Regions from separate parts of the Sus scrofa genome. Here region 2 is linked to region 1. A link is a contact called in public HiChIP or PLAC-seq data. All regions are on one chromosome and are shown on one strand. The core of a region is the stretch at or near the end of the contact, and the rest is flanking DNA. Distances in the headings are between cores, read along the strand shown. Region 1 overlaps LOC100626276 (a long non-coding RNA gene). Region 2 overlaps TLE3 (transducin-like enhancer protein 3).

Region 1 (5,557 bases), core at 1,867-4,366:
TAACCCAATTTATTGAAACAAAATGTCTTTATTAAAGTATAGTTGATTTACAGTGTTCCGTCAGTTTCTGTTGTACAGCGAAGAGACCCCATCATACATATGAGAAAAAGAATGTATATGTATCTTTGTGGAATCGGTGTCTTTAACCAGCACCCTTCATCCTTCAGTGAGTGTTCAGGTTTGGGAAGCTGATGGTCCAGCCCTCTCATTTTCCAGAGAGGCAAACTCAAGTCCTGAGAGGAGGAGAGACTTTGCCCTCCCAGTCCAGCTGTGCCGAACAGGTCGCCTCTTTGGCGTGTTTGTTGAATCTGTTAAAAAGGGACCACTGAATACTATGGAATTCACCCTTCATCATTAGGGAAGCAGGTTGGAAAAGCTAATTAAGCCAGCTTGGGATCTGACACATCCAGCTCCACATAAGCAAAAGGAATGAAACTTTGCAGAGGGTGAGAAAGGCATTTGGAGACCCTCCAGACACACTCCCAGCGTTCAAGGATGAATCCTCAAGGAGACAATTTGGAAGGCACCTTCTTGGAGTGATCCAGAACCGGCCGCCCGTCCAAAAGTATTAACACATTAGTTCAGAAGTAGGCAAACTACTGCCTGCAGGTCAAATTTGGCCTGCTGCCTGTTTCTGTGAAGTTTCACTGGAACATAGCCACCCCCATTTGTTTATGTGTTGTTTGTGGCTGCTTTGCTTTGGTGCTAAAATGGCAGAGTAAAGCCTAAAATATTTACTATCTGGCCTTTTACAGAAAAAGTTTGCCAACCCCTGCCTGAGCCCATCAATCACCCAGCGAAGTTTCATTCCTGTGGCTGTTCCAGAAGGTCTCTGGTTTTCCCACTCCTGTATCACAGCACCTAGCAGCACAGTGCTTGGCATATTGCAGGTACTAGGGGAAAAAAAAGCTGTTAAAGGAATGAACCATTGCAATAAGCTATTTTACTTCATACAAATGAGAAAAGCACAGCTCTCAGAAAAGTTAAAGTGTATAGTCAAAGGTCTCAGGGTAGACAGTGCTAGGATTAGACTGTCTTGATCCACAGTCGTCTTTTTCCCTATAAACTTGAAGCAGGGGTCAGAGATAAGCTTGCGAGAAACCTGCAGAAATGGGGCCAAGATTCGATCTTTTGGAAGAAAGGGGCTGGAGAAGTAGGAAGGCCCTAGGAAGGAGGAAAAATTCATCTGAAGGGATAAGGAGACCCTGCTGCTGCTAGGAACATTGCTGCCTGAGATTATACAGAGCTAATTCAGACTATGGTGTCAGCTTCTTTCTGGACCTACTTTCCTCTTAACTAAAGGTGAGCAATGGAGCTTTTCCACCTTTAGGCAAAAGAGAGCTCTTCGAGGAGTACAGACAGGGGAGATAAAATGGAATCTCCATGCTTACCAGAATACAATTCAAAAAGAGCCAGGTGCTGGCCTCAGTGGCGGTGAGTACCCAGCGGCATCCACAGGGAGCCCAGTCAGCTGTTTGGCAGTGGGGCTGTGGTGGCTACACCCACTACAGGAAGAACTCTGGGCCTGTGACCACGAAGCCCCTCCCAGATCTGAGGGGCTCACCCTAACCACATGCCTTGAGTGAGCCCTGACACCCTCCCTTTCCAGCTCACTGAGAGATATTCAAGGCACGGACCTGCTCTCTTGAATCTGATGAGAGCTGGCTTTGTGAGTGTCATTTGGCCCAAATAGTCATAGAAAGTAGGGAATCCTTTAGGTTAACTGATTGGAACCCTTTGTTATCATTCCCCCCAAAAAACCATACCCACAAAGTTCTGTTGACAACTCAGTCTCTGTTTTCTTTCAAGTCGAGTGAGAACAGAAAATGGAAAGCCAGAGATTCAATTTTATGGGGGTTTTCTCCCCCCCCAACCCTTTGCAGTTATATTACTTACAACAAATTCTCCAGAAAGTTGGTGAACTATCTGATTCTTTCCCATGCACTCAACTTAGCTGAGGAAGAAGCAACTCGATTTTTTTTTTTTTTTTTTTTTTGCCCTCATATTCCATTGCCTTGTGGAATAACAGTTGCACTCTTCAATTAGAGTAAGAGGAACAGGTTGAGAGCAAACACAAGTAACGCTTGATAAGCACACACAGCTCGACGGATGGGAACAGATGTGCCCAGGGAAAACTGAAGAATACCCGCGAGCTTCAGGGGTTTGGTGTGTCCTGGGCACAATGCGTGCCGAGGGGCATGGAAAGCCTCAAGCAATCTGGCAGGGTGGTTAATGGGAGAATGTTTAAGAGGGTTCTGCTCTTTGATCACATATGCCACAGCCCTTTTTCACATGCAGCCCACTGTCCTGTGTAAGCCTCAGGAGCCTCAAAGAACATTTTCGTGGCGGCAACGTGAGGATCAGGGATGTTAAGAGACTTTTTCAAAGACAAAGCACAGCGCTTAGCTCTTTGCGTCTGTACCATTGGAGCCCAACACAGAGTGGACCCTTGGAAAAAAACAGAAAAAAAGAAAAACAAAAAACACTGTTTATGGGACAGACGCAAGAGAGCAGGGCCCAAACCCAGGGAGATGTGCTTTGAGAGCCCAGGTTCCTCCAGCTCCCTTCTAAAACGCATGTGAGAGGCATACTCTTTGCTGAGCTCAGTGTCCCTCTCAGCACTCGTGCAAAGATGGTCCTCTTTATTGCTTCTCACCTACAGAGGGTTTTGTGCTTCTGAATTCTTAGTCTTCTCCCCACTTTTCCCCTGGGGGGAGGGGGGGAACAACTAACTCATTCTGTCTCCTGTGGTGTTCCTGCTAGATTCTCCTGCGAAGTGCTCTTGGAAGAAATAAGGGTTACACCAAGCCCCTCAGCGGGAGGCTGGCTCAGCTGAGCACTCCAGCCCTTGGCATCCACCTCCTCCCTAACTTCCAACTCCAAGACTTTCCACACTCATGCAAAACATCCTGGCCTGTCTCCCCACCAGCTCAAGGGGAAACCCTAAACCTCAAAGTGAAAATAAGAGGCCCATTTGCCCCAGGAAATTAGACACAAACAAGCCTGGGGTGAACCGCTGGGCCAGAACAGTTTCTCTGGATTAGTCATGGGGTTACCCACTGGCGAACGTCCCCCCACCCCCACCCACCCCAGCAAGCCCTTGAGCCCCAGCTCATGTGGAAGGCCGGCCTGGCGGGTCACAAGCATGGCCAGAAGAACAGGGCTGGAGAGGGGATGTGGGGGCAGGGGAACATGGCCGAGGAAACCACAGTGACCTTCCACCTGGGTGGGGCTTCTCTTTTCTTCTTTTAACCTCCTGCTAAACTGTTCGAAACTGCTTGTCAGCACCTCCGCTTCCTTCCTGCCAGCGCCAGCCTCTCGGAGATCTTTACCCGCTTCATAAGGGGGTGATAGTGCCCCAACCCCATCTTCACTCTCTTGGCAGAGGCGACAATGTCCCCGCGGCTTATCTCTCAGCAAATATTTATTAAAGCCTGTTTTCCAGCAGGTACGCGTTAACAATGGAGCTAATGGTTAGGAAGGCAAAGACATCCAATAATTGCTGGATAATACACTCACCCTGCCAGTGGCAGGAGTTTCTATTTGCCTCATCGCTGTACAGTCAAGACCAGGAACAGTGCCTGGTATATGCCAGGCGTGCAACAAGTGTGTGTTAAATGAATGATCGACAGACACAGCGAATTGCAACGGTCATGCTGAGTGCAAGAATTAAGCATACTCTGTGGTCATGAGAATGTGTCATGGGTCACCTTTGGGGCCTGGGAAGGCTTCTTTGCAGAAATGATGGCCCAGCTGAGACTGAAGGAGTGCGCAGAAACAGGCTAGAAGGACGGCTCGGCCAGTGAGGGTCCAGATGAAGCCCTGAGGGGCTGACTGGAGGAGGTGGCTAGAGTGGAGGATGGGTGGGACAGGAGGGTTGGTGTCAAGGTGACTCTGGAAAGGACAGCAGAACAAGCCTGGCAGGATGAGGAGAGGACTCGCCAAAGCACATTCTGCAACAAATGATGTGGTCCAACCACACGGGCATCACAAATTGAGATGCCTCTAGAATAACACATTTGGGAGTATCTAGGTATACGGGACAATGGGGAGCTGGAGAAGTCCCCTCAGCAGTGGCTGAAGTTTAAGCTGATGTTTTTCCAACCTACTACAAGTTTACCTTCACATCATTACATAATGGGTTCCACTTAACAAATACCAACATTACTTGACCACGTGCCAGATGCCCTGCTAAGTGCTTTGCAAACATTCAATCATTTCATCCTCACAATGACCTCTTGACATTGGTGCTGTAATTGTCATGTTTAAAAGATGAGGCAATGGCAGTGGGGAGTTCAAGCTGAGACCATGGATGGAAGAAACAGAATCTTCTTCAATTCCTATGGGGGCACAGAGGGCTCCCCAAACCTCCATTGCCCTGTTGGAGAGTGGGAGAAGGCTGGCCCAGGAGCTGCAGTGGGGGGTGACTGAGGGAAGCCAGGTGGGTCAGTCAACTGTCAGGGGATGCACAGCGCCAGTGGCAGAAAGAGATGGTGCTCTGTGCCGTGGTGGCAATCCTGGCATCTCTTGGCATCCTCTTATGAATCCTTCTCTTTCTCCACCATTGGATCACCTGCTTTATGGCTCCCACATCTGCCTCTTTCTCGGTGGAGTCCTTCATTTTAGCAGAACACCCCCTCCCGTAGCATCATGGGTCCGGGAAAATGGAAGGCAGATTTGGGAGGAATTTGCATTTTTTAAAATGTCTTAGAACCTCTGCTGGAGTGTTATTTGGCTGAGTGTAAACTCTACATTGCAGATCACATTTCTTCAGAATTTTGAAAATGTTGCTTCTTTGCTTCTAGTTTTCAGTGCTGCAACTGGGAAGCCCACACTTGATTCATAGTTTGGCTGGGTATAGAATCTGAGGGCATAAATTGGCTTCTAGGACTGTTGTTGAGAAATCCAGCATTATCCCATACCCTGATCCTTTATACATGTCTTGTTTTTGCTTTTTATTTTTTCCTTTCCGGAAGTTTTCAATATTCTCTTTATCCTGGTATTCTAAAATTTCACAATAATCTGCCTTGATGTGGGTCTTTCTGTCATATGCTATGTAAAGCATGTGGTGGATTCAAACAAAGAAACTCATGATTTCAGTTCTGGGAATTTTATTTCGGTATTATTTCCTTGAATATTGCCTCCCCTGTGTTGTCTCCATTTTTCCCCCCTCTTTTTGGAACTCTTACTATTTGGATGCTGAATATCTGAAGATGGATCCTGCAATTTTCTTATCTTTCCTATTTTCAGTCTGTTTATCCTTTTGTTTTACTTTTGGAGAGTTGGCCTCATGTTCCAAATGTTATATAAAACTTTGGGGGGAGTCTGTTAATTTTCATTTTCAGGAGCTCTATTTCTTTTTACAATCTGCTTTTGGTTTTTTGGGTGCCATAGCTTCCCTCTGATGATACTATTTTTTTTTGTCTTTTTTTTTTTTTTTTTTTTTTTTTTTTGTCTTTTCTTGGGCAGCTCCCATGGCATACGGAGGTTCCCAGACTAGGGGTCTAATCAGAGCCATAGCCGCTGGCCTGTGCCAGAGCCACAGCAACGCAGGATG
Region 2 (5,557 bases), core at 2,239-4,738, 310 kb before region 1:
AGGACAGTCCCCAAGTTGCCAAGGCCTTAGAGAGCGAGGACCTTGGTGTTCTGGATGTTGTGAGACTTTCCAGCCCCTTTGTCATTTGTGACGTACTGGCTCCACATGCCAGCCCTGCAGTGTAGATACCACAGGCCCCACCGAACAGTAGGCACACAGATTCAGTTTCTCGAGGTTAAGTGCATTGGTTGTGACCTCACTGTGGACCAGGGGCAGGTCCAGAACCGGAAGCTGGGCTCACTTCACTCGGACCAGTGATCTTTATCCACATCAAGGTGTGGTCTCTTGTGGTCTCCGCACTGGCCCAGCCCAGCCACCTGCACATCAGGGCTTTGATTCCAGTGTTGGGGTAAAGAATTGGGTAAAGCATGAGCATCAGGATGTGTAGATTAGGGTTCCTCGGGCTGAACATGGTCAGCATTTAAGGGCTGGATAATTCCTTGTGGTGGGGCAGCCCTGGGCGTCCTAGGATATTCTTCATCTTTTACCTCCTAGTTTTTAGTAGCACTGCTTCTATTGCGACCCTCCAAAATGGCTCGACATTGCCTCATGTCCCTCGGGGAGCAAAATCTGCCGTGGTGGAGAACCCCTGATGTTGGGGGAGGAATTCTGGCTCTAGAGTCACTGTCTCGCTTTGTGACCTAGGGCAGCTGAGTCCTCTCTGGGCCTCATTGTCTTCATCTGGAAAATGAGATGTTGAAAGTGATGGTGGTTTGGGAGGAAGCCAGTCTGCAAGCAAGCTGATCATATAAACAAGTTTCTAAATAACTGATTTTGATTTTTATGGCCTATGAAATGCCACCATTCCTGCCATCCTCCTCTGGGGAAGAGGGACGCCTCCGACCCGTTTAGTCTAAAGAGAGGGACATGCTCTTGGGTTGTGGGTAGGTAGGTGGGTGGGTACAATGGGGCTGTTTGTGCCCACAGTGTCCCTGTCTCTTCTACCTCATCTTCCCCTCCCCGCCCACCACCCAGGTTTCCCAGAGAACCCCTGCCCTTAAAAAGCCGGAGCCCTTGCTTCATTTGTAGCGCTGACCTTACAGGGAGACCCCCAAAATTTAACGAGCTGCCTCTGCAAGGGTAATGTGACTTTTACAGCCTGTTGAGGGGCAAAGGGAGATTTGCATAATGTTCCAAGGGGGATTAGGTGGCTGGGGGTTGCCATGGCAACCCCACAGGGATGAATTGAGAATTTTTCCTCCTGGCAGGAGTTGGCCAATGGAGTCTGGGAAGGTGGGGGAGGGGGGCAGGGGTTATCTGAGGGGAAGGAGGGGAGGGAGGGATGGGGGGTGGGGGGAGGGGGGCGGCGGCGCCTGGGATGAATGGGCAGTGTTGGGGGAAGGTGTAATCTGAAAAGGCTTTCCCTGTTTCCGTCTACACAAGCAGCCTCTTTGAGGGCCATTCCCTGGAGTGGGGGTGGGAGGCAGGCAGAGTTTAATGTGTTTGGGAACCAAGAAATTAAAGTGAACAAATATTTAAAGATTATTGGATCTTGTTAACAGGAAGCCCAATGGATGGAAACTGAGAGTCTTGAGAAATGAAAGTCTCCGAGTCTTAGAGCCAGGGAGGGACTTACTGTCGTCTTCCCAGGTCTCTCCCATGAAGTGATGTCCATCCCCTTGTGCCCGTTGGGCTGCCATTGACTGCTCCCCAGGACAGGGCCCTGACTTGCACAGCCCCTCATTGGTTTTTGAGAGCTAATTATTATCTTGGACCCAAATCTGCCTCCTTCCTGCAGCGGACGCTGAGGCCCTAGTGCAGGACACGCCCGGGGCGGGAATGCAGGTCTCTGGACTTTGCATTGCCAGCTCTTTCCAGGGTCAGTGGCCTAGATGCTCCCTCTGTTCCCTGACCCGTGCCACTCCCACCCCCTCACTCAGCCTCACCATTCCCAATGCCCTTACTTCCTAAACTCTTGGCAGAAAATGTCAGAGATTTCTAGTGGGCACAGGAAAGGAAGTCGGATTTCTTCCAGGGAGCATGTGGGATGGCGCTCAGCTCCTCGACCCCCTCGCCTTTCTTCTGCCCAGGAGCGGGAGGAATCCTCGTTGCCATCCTTACCCTGTGTGATGGGGGCTACAGCCAGTGTCCCTTTTCCTCTCCAGCGAGACAGATCCTCAGGGTCACACCAGGGTTGGGCCTTTTCTTGTTCCCAGCCCTCCCGGCATAAAGAATTCAGCAGGCTTCCTCGGAAGCATAAATATTTAATGGCGTTGTAGTTATATATAATTTGATCAATATGTCAGTGCTAAAAGGGCCTTTAAGGAGGCTCACCTATCACTGAGTGATCGGTGATGTAAATGTCCTCAGCCCCTCCAGGAGCAGGGGTCATTATCTCCCGGCTGCTAAGTGGGTCATTTATTCACCCCCTTCTTAAAAACACCGGGGAGCTGCTCTCCCCTAGAGCCTTTGCATGGCAGAGATGGAGTGGGGCCTGGGAACCTTTGCTGGAGGCCTCGACCCTTCCTGTCTCTGGGCTTCCTTCCCACGGGCGATAAAACACCCATGTGCAGAGTTCCCATTGTGGCTTAGCAGTAACAAACCCGAATAGTATCCATGAGGGTGTGGGTTCCATCCCTGGCCCCACTCAGTGCGTTAAGGATCTGGCGTTGCCGGGAGCTGCGGTGTAGGTTGCAGATGTGGCTCAGATCCATGTTGCTGTGGCTGTGACTTAGGCCAGCAGCTGCAGCTCCAATTTGACCCCTAGCTTGGGAACTTCCATATGCTGCAGGGTACGGCCCTAAAAAGGAAAAAAAACAAAACAAAACAAAACACCCACTTGCTTTATTTCAGTGCTCTGCTAGCTCAGTCAGGAGAAAATGCCTGGCAAGGAATTTCATCTTGTAGTCCAATAGTTAAGGGCCTATCAATTTAGAATTGCCTAGGAAATGCAATGGAATATTTTAACTTAAAATTGCCCCGATGCCTTGTTCTGGATTCTTCCTATATTTGATTGCCTGGTGACTGTGGTGCCTGGTTGCTGGCGATTCCTCCTGCACAGCCCCAGCCTCTCCCTGAGCCCCTGTGATTTTAATTCAAGATGAGGCAGACTCACCTTGAATATCTGAGGACTTGTGTCAGAGGGCCAGGTAAAACCTGATTCAAATTCAAGAACCCCGGAACAGGAGTTCCCGTCATGGCTCAACAGTTAACAAACCCAACTGGCATCCATGAGGACATGGGTTCGATCCCTGGCCTCGCTCAGTGGGTTAAGGATCTGGCGTTGCCGTGAGCTATAGTCTAGGTCACAGACATGGCTCGGATCCCCCATTGCTGTGGCTCTGGCATAAGCTGGCGGCTACAGCTCTCATTGGATCCCTAGCCTGGGAACCTCCATATGCTGTGGGTGTGGCCCTCAAAGACAAATCAACAACAACAACAACAAAAAGAACTCTGGAGCAGACCAAGCGTCCACCCCAGACACACATGAGGGAGTGCACAGTGGAGTAACCCAAGGCCCTGCCACCAGGATGTGACTTTCTGTGGGTCATATGACATGTCAGTCACAGAGCTGGCTGGAAAACCACCATTTCCACATGGCTTGGAGTGTAACTCAGGTCTCACATAGGTCCCTTTTCCTCATCTCATTCTTACGCACATCCACAAACGGGTCTCCAGAATCACTGCACGCTGTGCTGACTATGCCATGAAGAGATCCTTGTTTGAGAAGTGAAATCAGGACCCTAATGGCAGCCCCTGTGCTGTCTCATAGACGGGGAATTGCTCTTACTTCCCGCCAAGTGAAACATCTTCAAGAGCCCTTGCCTCACTGTCGAAAGCTTCTTGTGAATCACAGAAGGAACGTGGACAGTAGCTGCTTGACACAGATAGGACCCTCTTGCCTGCTCTGCTCTGTAGTGCTCAGTTAGGCTGATGGATGCACTTGAACGGGCCATGCTATGAAGACTGGTCCTTGGGACCGAACCCCAGCCAGCTGCAGCTTAGCCCACACCCAGCATCCGTCCATGCCTTGCCTCTTACTCTGCTTGTCCTTTAAACTCATGCTGTGCTCTGTTTTACTGAACTTTCTGGAGCAATCGACATGTCACAGAGCGACTGAGGAGGGTTTGGCCTTCTCAGACTCTAAATGATGGCTCCGGGATCTTACGAGTTATCCACTTTGTCCCTCTGTTTTGCAGACAACAAAATTGAAGCCCAGAGGAGGGAAGGGATTTGGCCCAAAGCCACACAGCGAGATTGGAGACAGAGCTGGGAATAGAGGCCAGGTCACCTCTGTGTGGCAGGGGGTCATGATATGCTCTTTAAAGCAGCCAGGTTCCTCCCTCTCCTTGTTTTTATCTGGCTGAGGTTAAAATGTGTGCATTTTCGAAGAGCTGACAGGGCAGTTTAAAACTAAATACCGGAGAGAATCTGGTGGAAGTGGCTGTCAGATGTGTCTTGAGCAGTCAGTTAAATAATTTCAAAAAAAAAAAAAGTCAAAGACTGGCCAGGTGCTGCAGGCTGGGAGCAAGAGGTTGCCAGGGTGTGGACCGAGAGCCGGTCCCATCTCCCTTCATTCAGTGTCCTGAGTCAAAGGCCCAAGGGATGGGAACAACAGTTAGTGTGAATGCTAGGGCGTTGCTGGAGCAGTGCACTCTGAGAATGTCCCACTGCCCTCTGTGTACAGTAAGATGTTCAGAGGCCCTGCTTTAACAAGGAGGTGATGGTGTGAACAGGAGTTACCTACGGGCGTGGAACAGACTGCTCTTTGGGAAATGACACCAGTCCCCCCCCCGCCCCCCAACTCTTTTGTACTCCGTCATTTACTTGCCTAACAACCACAATGGAGGCAGATGGTCCTCCCAGTGTCCACTCGGGAGCTCAGGATCTCGAGCTTGCAGGGTCTCTGCACACACTTCTCTGTCTGTGGTGAGTAGGTGAGTTCCTTCTGAGGCACAATATTTTTCCACCAGCAAAGCTGCCTTCTTTGAACCACACTTGAAAAGGAACTTTCAAAGGCAGCACCCGGCTCCGCAAACACCTTTTTCCAAAGGAAGCCGTCGTCCCGCCACCCAGCCTCCGCCTCCTCTCTGCTTCTCTTTCCGAGGCTCCGACTCAAAGGCAGTGGTTTTGTGGGACCAGGATGGAGGGAAGGATGAAGGCCCAGCCCAAGAGCCCCAGCTTATCGGTAACAGGGTGGCGGTGCCCTGAATTGCCAAAAAGAGTTTTCTAACCTAGGATCTTGTTCCAGTTGGTGACTTGTGACCCGTCCCGTTGGTTGAAAGTCACACGTCTTGATCCCTTTTTTTCTTTCCTTTCTTGGAACTGATGTTTAGAGCTTGTTTGAGTTGGATCAAATGCTGTTTTAACAGCTGTTCTAATCGGAAATGCTGTCAATTATTAACCCTGACAGTAGTTTTTCTTTCAAAAAGACTTCTCTGAGTTCTCTCAAAATGTCTCAAAATGTCGAAATTTGGCTTCTTTGTAGGAAGTCGCTTCGTGAGGTTGCTTAATTGCCAAGTGTCAGTTTCCCCCTCTGAGAACTGGGGATTTAGAAGACGCGCCTTCCCTATACGGTTCTTGCGAGCTCACACGCCTAAAATGTGTGGAACAGCTT

What was found. HiChIP or PLAC-seq counts read pairs in DNA pulled down with a chosen protein or histone mark.
Region 2: an H3K27ac HiChIP or PLAC-seq map of alveolar macrophages shows a contact between it and region 1. The contact joins two enhancer-like sites. A contact is called at or near these places in 1 of 47 Hi-C or Micro-C datasets (skeletal muscle) and 1 of 2 datasets of contacts at active chromatin or transcription factors (alveolar macrophages).

The regions. Positions count from the first base shown.
Region 1 is chr1:167,531,295-167,536,851 of Sscrofa11.1, reverse strand. It overlaps LOC100626276 (a long non-coding RNA gene), which reads right to left. Exons shown (of 3, transcript XR_131319.4): 2 at 1,392-5,557; 3 at 1-893. Among named protein-coding and RNA genes, the nearest start is that of RPLP1, 240 kb to the right of the region's middle. Within about 2 kb of position 3,116, at least 22 of the 83 cell types and tissues checked have an H3K27ac peak or open chromatin away from gene starts, as enhancers often do. A contact at or near this core is called in alveolar macrophages, where this site is marked.
Region 2 is chr1:167,837,597-167,843,153 of Sscrofa11.1, reverse strand. The region is part of intron 4 of TLE3 (transducin-like enhancer protein 3); the gene reads left to right. Among named protein-coding and RNA genes, the nearest start is that of TLE3, 16 kb to the left of the region's middle. Within about 2 kb of position 3,488, at least 2 of the 83 cell types and tissues checked have an H3K27ac peak or open chromatin away from gene starts, as enhancers often do. A contact at or near this core is called in alveolar macrophages, where this site is marked.